Regions from separate parts of the Mus musculus genome. Here regions 1 and 3 are each linked to region 2. Evidence: chromatin contacts called from public Hi-C and promoter capture Hi-C data. All regions are on one chromosome and are shown on one strand. The core of a region is the stretch at or near the end of the contact, and the rest is flanking DNA. Distances in the headings are between cores, read along the strand shown. Region 1 holds the start of Smarcal1 (SWI/SNF related matrix associated, actin dependent regulator of chromatin, subfamily a-like 1). Region 2 holds the start of Idh1 (isocitrate dehydrogenase 1 (NADP+), soluble). Region 3 holds the start of Bard1 (BRCA1 associated RING domain 1).

Region 1 (2,700 bases), core at 79-2,578, 7.4 Mb before region 2:
TGTAGGAGAAAGCACCCATGTTGAAAACGATGTCTAATTGAGTGGCAGACAAAGTGACGAGAATCAGAAAGATTTGACAGAATAGGATATGCCCAACTCTCATGAGGAACGGGAAGCCACTTAAGGGAGAGACAGACAGTGCAGGAGGAGAGAGTACAGCACAGGATACGGTAGAGTTGAGAGAAAGAGTAGAGCAGCAGAGAGGGAGGCGGAGGCAGTTTTACCGGGAGAGCTTTACAGAGACAGGCTGAAGAAAGAACAGGTCAGACACAGGTAAAGATAGAATGAGCAAGAGAATGAGAAGGAGCCAGAAGATTAGAACCAGATTCCTAGAGTTTGAGACCAAACAGAGCAATTCAGAGGCGGAGAGAAAAGCCAGACTGAATCAGTCAGCTGGGGAAAGAAGTCTGAGCCAGAACAGCTGAGTTGAACCAGCCAGCTAGAGTTCAGAAAAAACACGAAAGGGTGAGTTTATTCAGCAGCAAGTCTCAAGGGGCTGAAAACATTCAAGGCCCAGATCAGAATATAAGGAGGCTAGAAGCTTCCAGGACTAGGCCTAGGTTAGCAGATGGAGGCAGTGAGCCTCCCAGACAACTACAACAGGATAAAAGTTACTTTTATATTATAATGATTGTAACATAGGAAATACTCCAGTAGCACCGCCAGCCGTCAAAGAAAGCTCTAGACTCTTGACTTCAGAGGGTTTACATTTTAATCCTTGCTAAGACTCCCTTTAGACAAAGCACCCCAAAACATCTCCTCTCACAGATGTTACACTCAAGCCTGCCAGCCAGCAGCAATGAAAACTCTCAGCCTTGTATTCAACTAGGGTTATACCTACCAAGGCCTAGTATGCTGACTGACCCAGTTGGGGAGATGAGACCACGGAATGAGAGGTCCAACTAATAAACCATAAACCACAAATGCACACCACCACATAGACATTCCTCTTTGCTGAGACCTGGGCTTCCCTTCCCTTCCTGTGCACATCCTGGGTGCCTGAGAAAAGGGGACGCCCCGCCCCACTTTGCCTCTAGCATTTCCACTTGGATCTTCCCGTCCCCACTGCTCCCTCCTCTTGCCGTATTTGGTCTCGTCCGTCTCCAATGCTGCTACCTCCTTCGCAGCCCACTTTCTTACCTAGCGAGGCCAGTAAGGTGAGGCACCTTAGCAGAACAGCCCTAGACCAGGAGCGTCTTTCAGAGCCTTGCCTAGGCAGTTTTCGCTTCTGGTTGGACTGTTAGAGGAACTAGAATTCAAGCGCTACAATTTCACCCATCTTGGAGCGGGCCATTGGCATTTGAATGGCTCGGCCACCGTCGAACTACATTTCCCAACAGCCAGTACGGCCGCAGATCCCGGTCATAAATTGTGGGTGATAGTACACTTGGTGTAGGGCCTTCTGGGGTTTGTAGTTTGAATCGGAAAGCCTGCCCATTGGAGGTTGGTGAATTTGAGAGGCGTAACGTTGTGGGCGGGTCAAGGTGTGGTGCACCCTGGGAGTTGTAGCTCTCAGTTTCTCCAAACATTTAATCAGGCGTAAGGAAGGCTGAGCGTTCAGTGTCAGGGGTGTCTCCAGACATGTCAGACAGCCAGATTGATTTGATACTTAATAAAGATTTTCCTGGCACACCCGTTTCTAATAGTGCCGTCCTTATAAGCCCCAGCCGCTGCTGAGTATCTGCTTTCCTAGACCAAAGAGGAATTGAAATTTTTAGAGCCTCCATCAGTCAGCGTGCTGATCATTAATAGGAACTTAAGTTAATCCGAACTACAACCTATGAAACATAGACAGTAACTCATGTAACCCAGACTTGTCTAAGAACTCACCCTGTACCAGAGGATGTCTTTCCTGCCTCCACCTCCTACAGACTTGCACCATCATAAGATTATTATTATATCTTTTTTTTTTTTTCCTCAAAAGGCAGGATCTTAACATGTATCATTGGCCTAAAACTGACAGAGATCCTTCTCTGGAGTGCGATTAAAGTTGTGCACCACACACCCAGCTCCATTATCCTCATTTTATAAATGAGAAAACGGAACTAGGACTGGTCCACAATTTTCTCCAGGCTGTATTTAGCTACTTTGTTATTCTGATTCCAAAGCCCTCCCATCTATCAGATACTATCAAGGTTACTTGACTCCATTTCTGAGCACAGCATTCTTTCTGTCCTCCAATGGTTGAATATAATATTCTTCTATCATCAGCGTACACGGAAAGGTTGAAACGATTCTGTTTTCAAACAGAGCTCATTGCAAAGAGATAGATCTCTGAATACAGAGTTAATTGGGGAAATGACCAGACATTTAGGGAAATGTGATGTGTTTTTTAATAAGAAGAGACGATGAGGTGGACTGCAGTAAGATATCATGAACACAGGAGCTATCAAAATAGCAGCCCACAACAGGAGGAAGAGGAATGTTGCTAGTGTTGGCTATTCATGCCAACTCAAGGGGCAGGGGAAGGCTTTCAGTGCCTGAACTCTTGTAAAAGTATACTTTGTAAAGGTTATAAACCCTCAAGGCACACAAGTGGCCAGGCTCTGCCCTGCAGATGTCACTAGTGGTTGTACCAGTGTAGCTGGAGAGGGTTCAAGCCCCACCCTACAAGGAAAAAAAAATCCCACCAATCCTTGAGTCCCAGGCCACTCTGGAAATCCCACCCACCCTCTAGAAATCCTATATAAACCCTGCATT
Region 2 (2,700 bases), core at 53-2,552:
CATGCTTAGCACATATTTAGAACTTGGTTGAAGATGCTTATATTTAAATTCACCATGGCTCTGTATTCCTATGCATTCTTCTTACTTTTGCCATCACCTATAGTCAATACTTCTTATTGTGTTTTATTCTTCGTTTCTTGAATTTATTCTAAAATGCTTTCTGGAACAAGAATGGCTATGAATACTTACTTTTAGTAATATAAACAATATGTGCCTGATGGTAGTAAGTAACGTTTTTTAAAGTGATTTAAAGTGAGATTAGAGGTGAAAGTATAAACTCACACACTCTCTAATCATTTTATAGGAATAAACGGAGGTCACAGCTAATACCCAGTTAATCAACATTAACAGCTGACACCACGTATGAGTCCTTTTCCACATAGCGCCCTCTAGCGTCCAAAATGAATCTTACTAACTGCCGTGAATTCATAACTTTTCAACACAATGCTGGTTGTTTTAAAAGTCCATGAAGCGTTGAATCTTGACCAATCAAGGATGACCTATTGTCCTACAAGTCATAATGTTCTCCTTTTCAAGACTAAGGAATACAGACAGAAAAATCTCTGGAAAGATTGGAATACGTTTAACCCATTCTTAGAATTCTAAGATTTATATCGTGTATCTCTAGTGCAGCTTCATCGCAACCCAGAAAATAAACCTCACTGTCTTCCATGACAAATGGTGAGTGAAGCTTATTTATAAACAGCAACAGTTGGGAATACGGATCATTGGTAGTGGAGGGAATTATTGGGGTGGAATGGTGAAGCTCTGTAAAAGCCTCAGCATGAGAATATGAATGGTTTTACTCATATATGTATTTGTGTGTAGGGTATTGTTTGTTCTTGATTTTGAAATGGAAAATGCGCTCTGTTTTAGCTTTTGCATTAAGGTAGAATCTGTAGTCCTCACACGCCTTTAAGAAACCTCAAATGCACATTCTTCAAAGGGCACAGTCCAGCTCTAAGAGGCATCCGGAGACTCCAGGAAGGGATCCAGTCTAGGGAGGGCTCCCTCTTTTGTACCTTTTGCAGAGAACCTGGATACTCAACGCTGGGATTCCTAGATTGTTGCGGAGCCCAGAACACTCGGTCTCGGCGCTTCCGATAGCCTGTCAGTAGGTGGCGTCCTCGCTCCTCAACTGCAGGGTGTTCCCGAGGAATCTCCGCGGCGTGGCAGTCCCATCCCCCACCGGGAACAGCGGACCGCTGCATCCCAGACTTAATCTCAATCTATGCCTCGGCCCACCCCACAAAGTCGGAGGCGGCGAATGGCGTCGTGGAGGGGGCGGGGCTTCGGGAGGTGGGCTGAGGGGGTGGGGCCTGGGAGGAGACAAAGCCGGGAAGAGTTAAACAGCCTTGACCCTGCCGCTGGGCTTCCGAGCGAAGGTTGTGGCAGATGCTGATCTAACTGGGGCCGGCTTATTACAGCTTGTGTGTACGCGCGGGTGTGAGCCGGTGAGTAGCTGGGGCGCCTCCGGCTGCAAGCGGGCGCTCCTTCCCCTCCCTACAGGTGCCCCAAGGCTTAGAGCGGCAGCCGCCGCCCCTTACTATTAAACTATTCCGTTGAAAGCTGGAGTGAGAAAAAAGGAAGAAACCCCAGGTCTTGGCTGTGCAGAGATGAACTCAGTGGCAAGGCCCTGGTGCACTCAGGGACGCTTCCAGAGTTTGGGCGTAGAGAAGGGAAATGGGAGTAGCAGAGTGCTGCTTGCCTATCTGTATAGAAGGGCGCTTCCGAGGTTGGGATCGCTTTGGGAGGCGAGGACGTTGCAAGCAGTGACAAGTGGCAAGGCACCCGCGGAGGAGAATTTAGCTTTGAGGTGGACGCACAGAACTCTTGAGTGTTGGGTGTAAAAGGACTAGGCAGGAAAGCTGGTTGCAGAAAGGGTGTAAGCCAGGAATTTAGGCGTGTACTCCCTTCAAGGTTCAGGGGTGGGACCTGCCTTGTGGTCGGAGAAGAGCTAATGAGAGTGCAAGAGAGGGAGGGGATGAAGGTAGGCGGAGCCTCCAGCTTCAGTCTGTAGTGTTTGCTTAGCCACTTGGGGGCGCCCTGGGGTCTCGATTCCAGATGCAGCCATCTCAGTGGACCTCGTATTTAAAAGGTCCTGGCAGTGCTGAGAGGAGGGGCTGGTGTGGGGATCTGGAAGGAGGAACCGAGTCAGCTTCATTAGCAGAGCTTGCACAACGCCCACATGGATATCTCCTGTCTCAGTGTCACCCGAGGTCGAGCAAACCCGAGACCTGCAAAAAGCCAAAGAGCCGGGCGCTCACTCTAGGACTCACCGTCCTGTGGTGTGAGCGTGTGTGCGCACCAATATTTGTACTCCTGTGACCTTTATTTGGAAGGCTCCTGCCCTTTGCCCCTCTGGATACACTCAAGCACTGTACTTTAAACCAGATAAACTGGGCTGTAAGGCTGATATTAAATACAAATCCTCCTGGCAGGGGTATTTGTATGTTAAGACTTTCTGTTCCGGATCTTGCTTTGTTTTAGGAGATAAATTGAAAGGACACTTGTTTAAGTCATCAAAATTGAGAGGCCTTGTTATAATTGCAAGTCCGTTCACCATCAAGATAAGAATTAGCAATTTTGCCCTCTAATCTGATATCTTTAATGTGACCACATTGTATAGTTAGTTGGGCGTTAGTGCAAGTGTAGGCACTGGGAAAAGAGAGAAGCAGGAATTTTTCGACAATATACTGC
Region 3 (2,700 bases), core at 180-2,679, 5.9 Mb before region 2:
AGGTTCCAAAGTGAATCTTTGTGTAAAAGCCCAGAGGCAGCTGGACCTAGGCTTTTGATGAAGAAAAGCTCCACGGGAGAATAATGGCATGCTTTCCCAGGTTGGCATAGGCCTCATATCTCATCAAAGAAATAGCTTTAGAGTTTTATTTGTTTGTTTGTTTGTTTATTTATTTGAGATAGGGTTTGTCTTGACTGTCTCAGAACTCTGTTGACTAGGCTGGCTTTGAACTCAGAGATCCACCTGCTCTTCCCCCCCCCTCCCCCCATTTCCATGCCTCTAGTGCTGGGATTAAAGGACCTTCCAGGCCTTTCCACCTTTAGAGTTTAATCAGGGTAGTGCCAAGACTAATTTTGTGTTTGGTAATGTCTTGTATATCTTTAGTGAGGCCTAAGGATGGGAGGCAATCTAGGCAGATGTGTGGATTCCAGTAAGAAGGAACAACTTTAAGGTAAACAGAGGCAGCTGGGGCGGTTAAGCAGAGACAGAGAAATAAAAGGGGATATGCAAGAATGTGTTCATAGGTTGGAAGCTGTGGAGAGGGCGGGCTGTGCTTGCCCAGTGTTAATATTCAGATCCGCAGGAGGGTCTATGGATTTGGCTGGTAGAATACTTCTAGCATAAAGGAGGCTCTAAACTCAGTTCAGCACCATGTAAGCTGGGCGTGGTGGTGCATATCTGTAATCCCCTATCGCGCAGAGGTGGAGGATCGCAAACTGAGAAGTTCAAGGTCACCCTTAGCTTCACAGTTTAAGCTAGGTTGGCAAACAGACGCCGTTTCAAAAAAAAAAAAAAAAAAAAAATCCCCGGGGAGGGTAGACCCTCTAGCAAACAAAAACGTTTTATGCAGTTTATCATATTTTAAAAGCACACCAGAACTTCTAAGAGATGCCCTTGGTCGGATATTTACAGCTAGTTAAAAAGTGAAATTGAAACTTAGTATTTAGCGGATTCTTATATCCTACAGCAAGGAGAAAAAGAGAACTTTCTTATATAAAGGGTAGTACTTTTATTGTCATGGGAAAAGCTTGTCCAAGTTCAACAGTAGCTTGAATGCCACTCTTTGTAGATGGCTTCAGCGGCAAGCTCCTGAGGCTATGGGAGGGTTAGAATCCAACTTCTAGGTAAGCACAGTTTCAGTAAACTGAGAGGGGGTGGGAATGAAACCCATGGGGAGCCCCGCCTCTTTGAAGGCGTGGCCTGAGGCCCCGCCGCTCAGTTTCCCGCTCAGGAAGTTTGAGCGCGCTATACCCCGCCTCCTAGGGCCACAGGCCTAGGTGACTTCTCCCCACGCCTCCTCAACCCCGCGCCTTGGCACTTTGGTTTCCGCGGTCCGCCCTACACCTCCTGAGGGCGTGGCCTCTCAAGCCTCGCCTCTCCATTTCCGGAACTTGGACCGCATTACTAAAGCCCCGCCCTCAGGCCTTGAGGGCGTGGCCTAAAGCCGGGTCCTTCCATCTCTGAGTTTTACCGCGTTTCAGCCTCCGAGCCGGAGGCGTCCGACCAATTCAGAGACTCCGCACGCAGCAGGATCCGGCGGTGACCAGCGGGGTGCGGCGCTAGAGCAAACCTGACCTCCCCTCCTCTGTGGGAATGCCACGCCGGCCGCCGAGGGTCTGCTCTGGGAACCAGCCTGCTCCCGTGCCCGCCATGGAGCCGGCTACCGACGGGCTTTGGGCCCACAGCCGCGCGGCGCTTGCCCGCCTGGAGAAGCTGCTGCGCTGCTCCCGCTGGTAAGGACCGGCCTGGCGACCTAGTGTCGTCTGTCCCTCCGTGTCCCACTCCTGAGTTTTCTGAGTGGCTTCCCAGCCACCTGCAACGAAGATGACTCAAACGGCACTTTTCGAATTTTCGCGGGAGAACTGCCTTCGGGGCGTGGCTCAAAGCGCAGCTCGTTGGTCACTCCCCGAAGGTGACGCTCGGAGCTGAGCCGAGCTAGTGCTGCTGGGGTCCTGGAGTTCGGTCCTCTGGGAGCGTGGTCCCGTGGTTGCGTGCGGGGCACAACAGCCCCTGTGAGGCTGACCTTTTGGTCCTTTCTCTAGTAGCAGGCTCGGCGTGGGGAATGGGAGGCTAGGGACCTGGTGACCGGTAGTTTGGCGATGGCAGTTTGTTGAGCATCGCAATTTTAACTTAGTTAGATTATGGCCCTGTACCACTGATCCTCCAACATGCCCTCTCTTGGATTTTATTCAGTCTGAAATGCACTCCTAAGTGGTACTTTCTTACCTGAGGCTGTTTATCGAATACTACCAAGAAATATACTTCTTTCCCCTTTTTTCTCTTTGGCAGTAGCGAATGTTAAGCCTTCAGTCTTTACTACAAATACAGTGTTAACTGCAACTTTTTTTTTTTTTTTTAAAGTTAACTGGCAACAAACTTTGCACTTACGTTAAATTATTCTTTTTTTTTTTTTTTTTTTTTTTTTTTTACAAACTCTTAGTATTTGAAAGAATGGCATTGTATTTCTTAGGAGAGTGGCGATTCTGTTAACATGAACACGTTCTGAGTTCTGCTTGTGTTTTCCTAAAGCATACGGATCATCCTGGGTGTAGACATACATCGGAAACTCAACTTCTAGTTGCAGTAGCAGGCCAGTGATGACGCACATGTTGGATCTCAATCTGTGGGTCGCGACCACTGGGACACACATTTAGGTCTTAGGAACGGAGACCCAGCTTAGTAGCAAAATTACAGTTATGA

What was found. Promoter capture Hi-C pulls out the DNA fragments that hold promoters and counts their contacts. A called contact is a pair of places that touch in the nucleus more often than the background predicts.
Region 1: a promoter capture Hi-C map of pre-B cells shows a contact between it and region 2, with 5 times the contacts expected there. The contact joins the promoter of Smarcal1 here to the promoter of Idh1 in region 2. A contact is called at or near these places in 1 of 39 promoter capture datasets (pre-B cells) and 2 of 484 Hi-C or Micro-C datasets (CD4 T cells and regulatory T cells).
Region 3: a contact with region 2 is called in a Hi-C map of CD8 T cells, with 4 times the contacts expected there. The contact joins the promoter of Bard1 here to the promoter of Idh1 in region 2. A contact is called at or near these places in 1 of 39 promoter capture datasets (pre-B cells) and 4 of 484 Hi-C or Micro-C datasets (CD4 T cells, CD8 T cells, natural killer cells and 1 more).

The regions. Positions count from the first base shown.
Region 1 is chr1:72,581,879-72,584,578 of GRCm38.p6, reverse strand. It overlaps Smarcal1 (SWI/SNF related matrix associated, actin dependent regulator of chromatin, subfamily a-like 1), which reads right to left and starts at 1,328. Exons shown (of 17, transcript NM_018817.2): 1 at 1,141-1,328.
Region 2 is chr1:65,177,744-65,180,443 of GRCm38.p6, reverse strand. It overlaps Idh1 (isocitrate dehydrogenase 1 (NADP+), soluble), which reads left to right and starts at 1,302. Exons shown (of 9, transcript NM_010497.3): 1 at 1,302-1,454.
Region 3 is chr1:71,101,701-71,104,400 of GRCm38.p6, reverse strand. It overlaps Bard1 (BRCA1 associated RING domain 1), which reads left to right and starts at 1,429. Exons shown (of 11, transcript NM_007525.3): 1 at 1,429-1,733. The coding sequence starts at 1,594.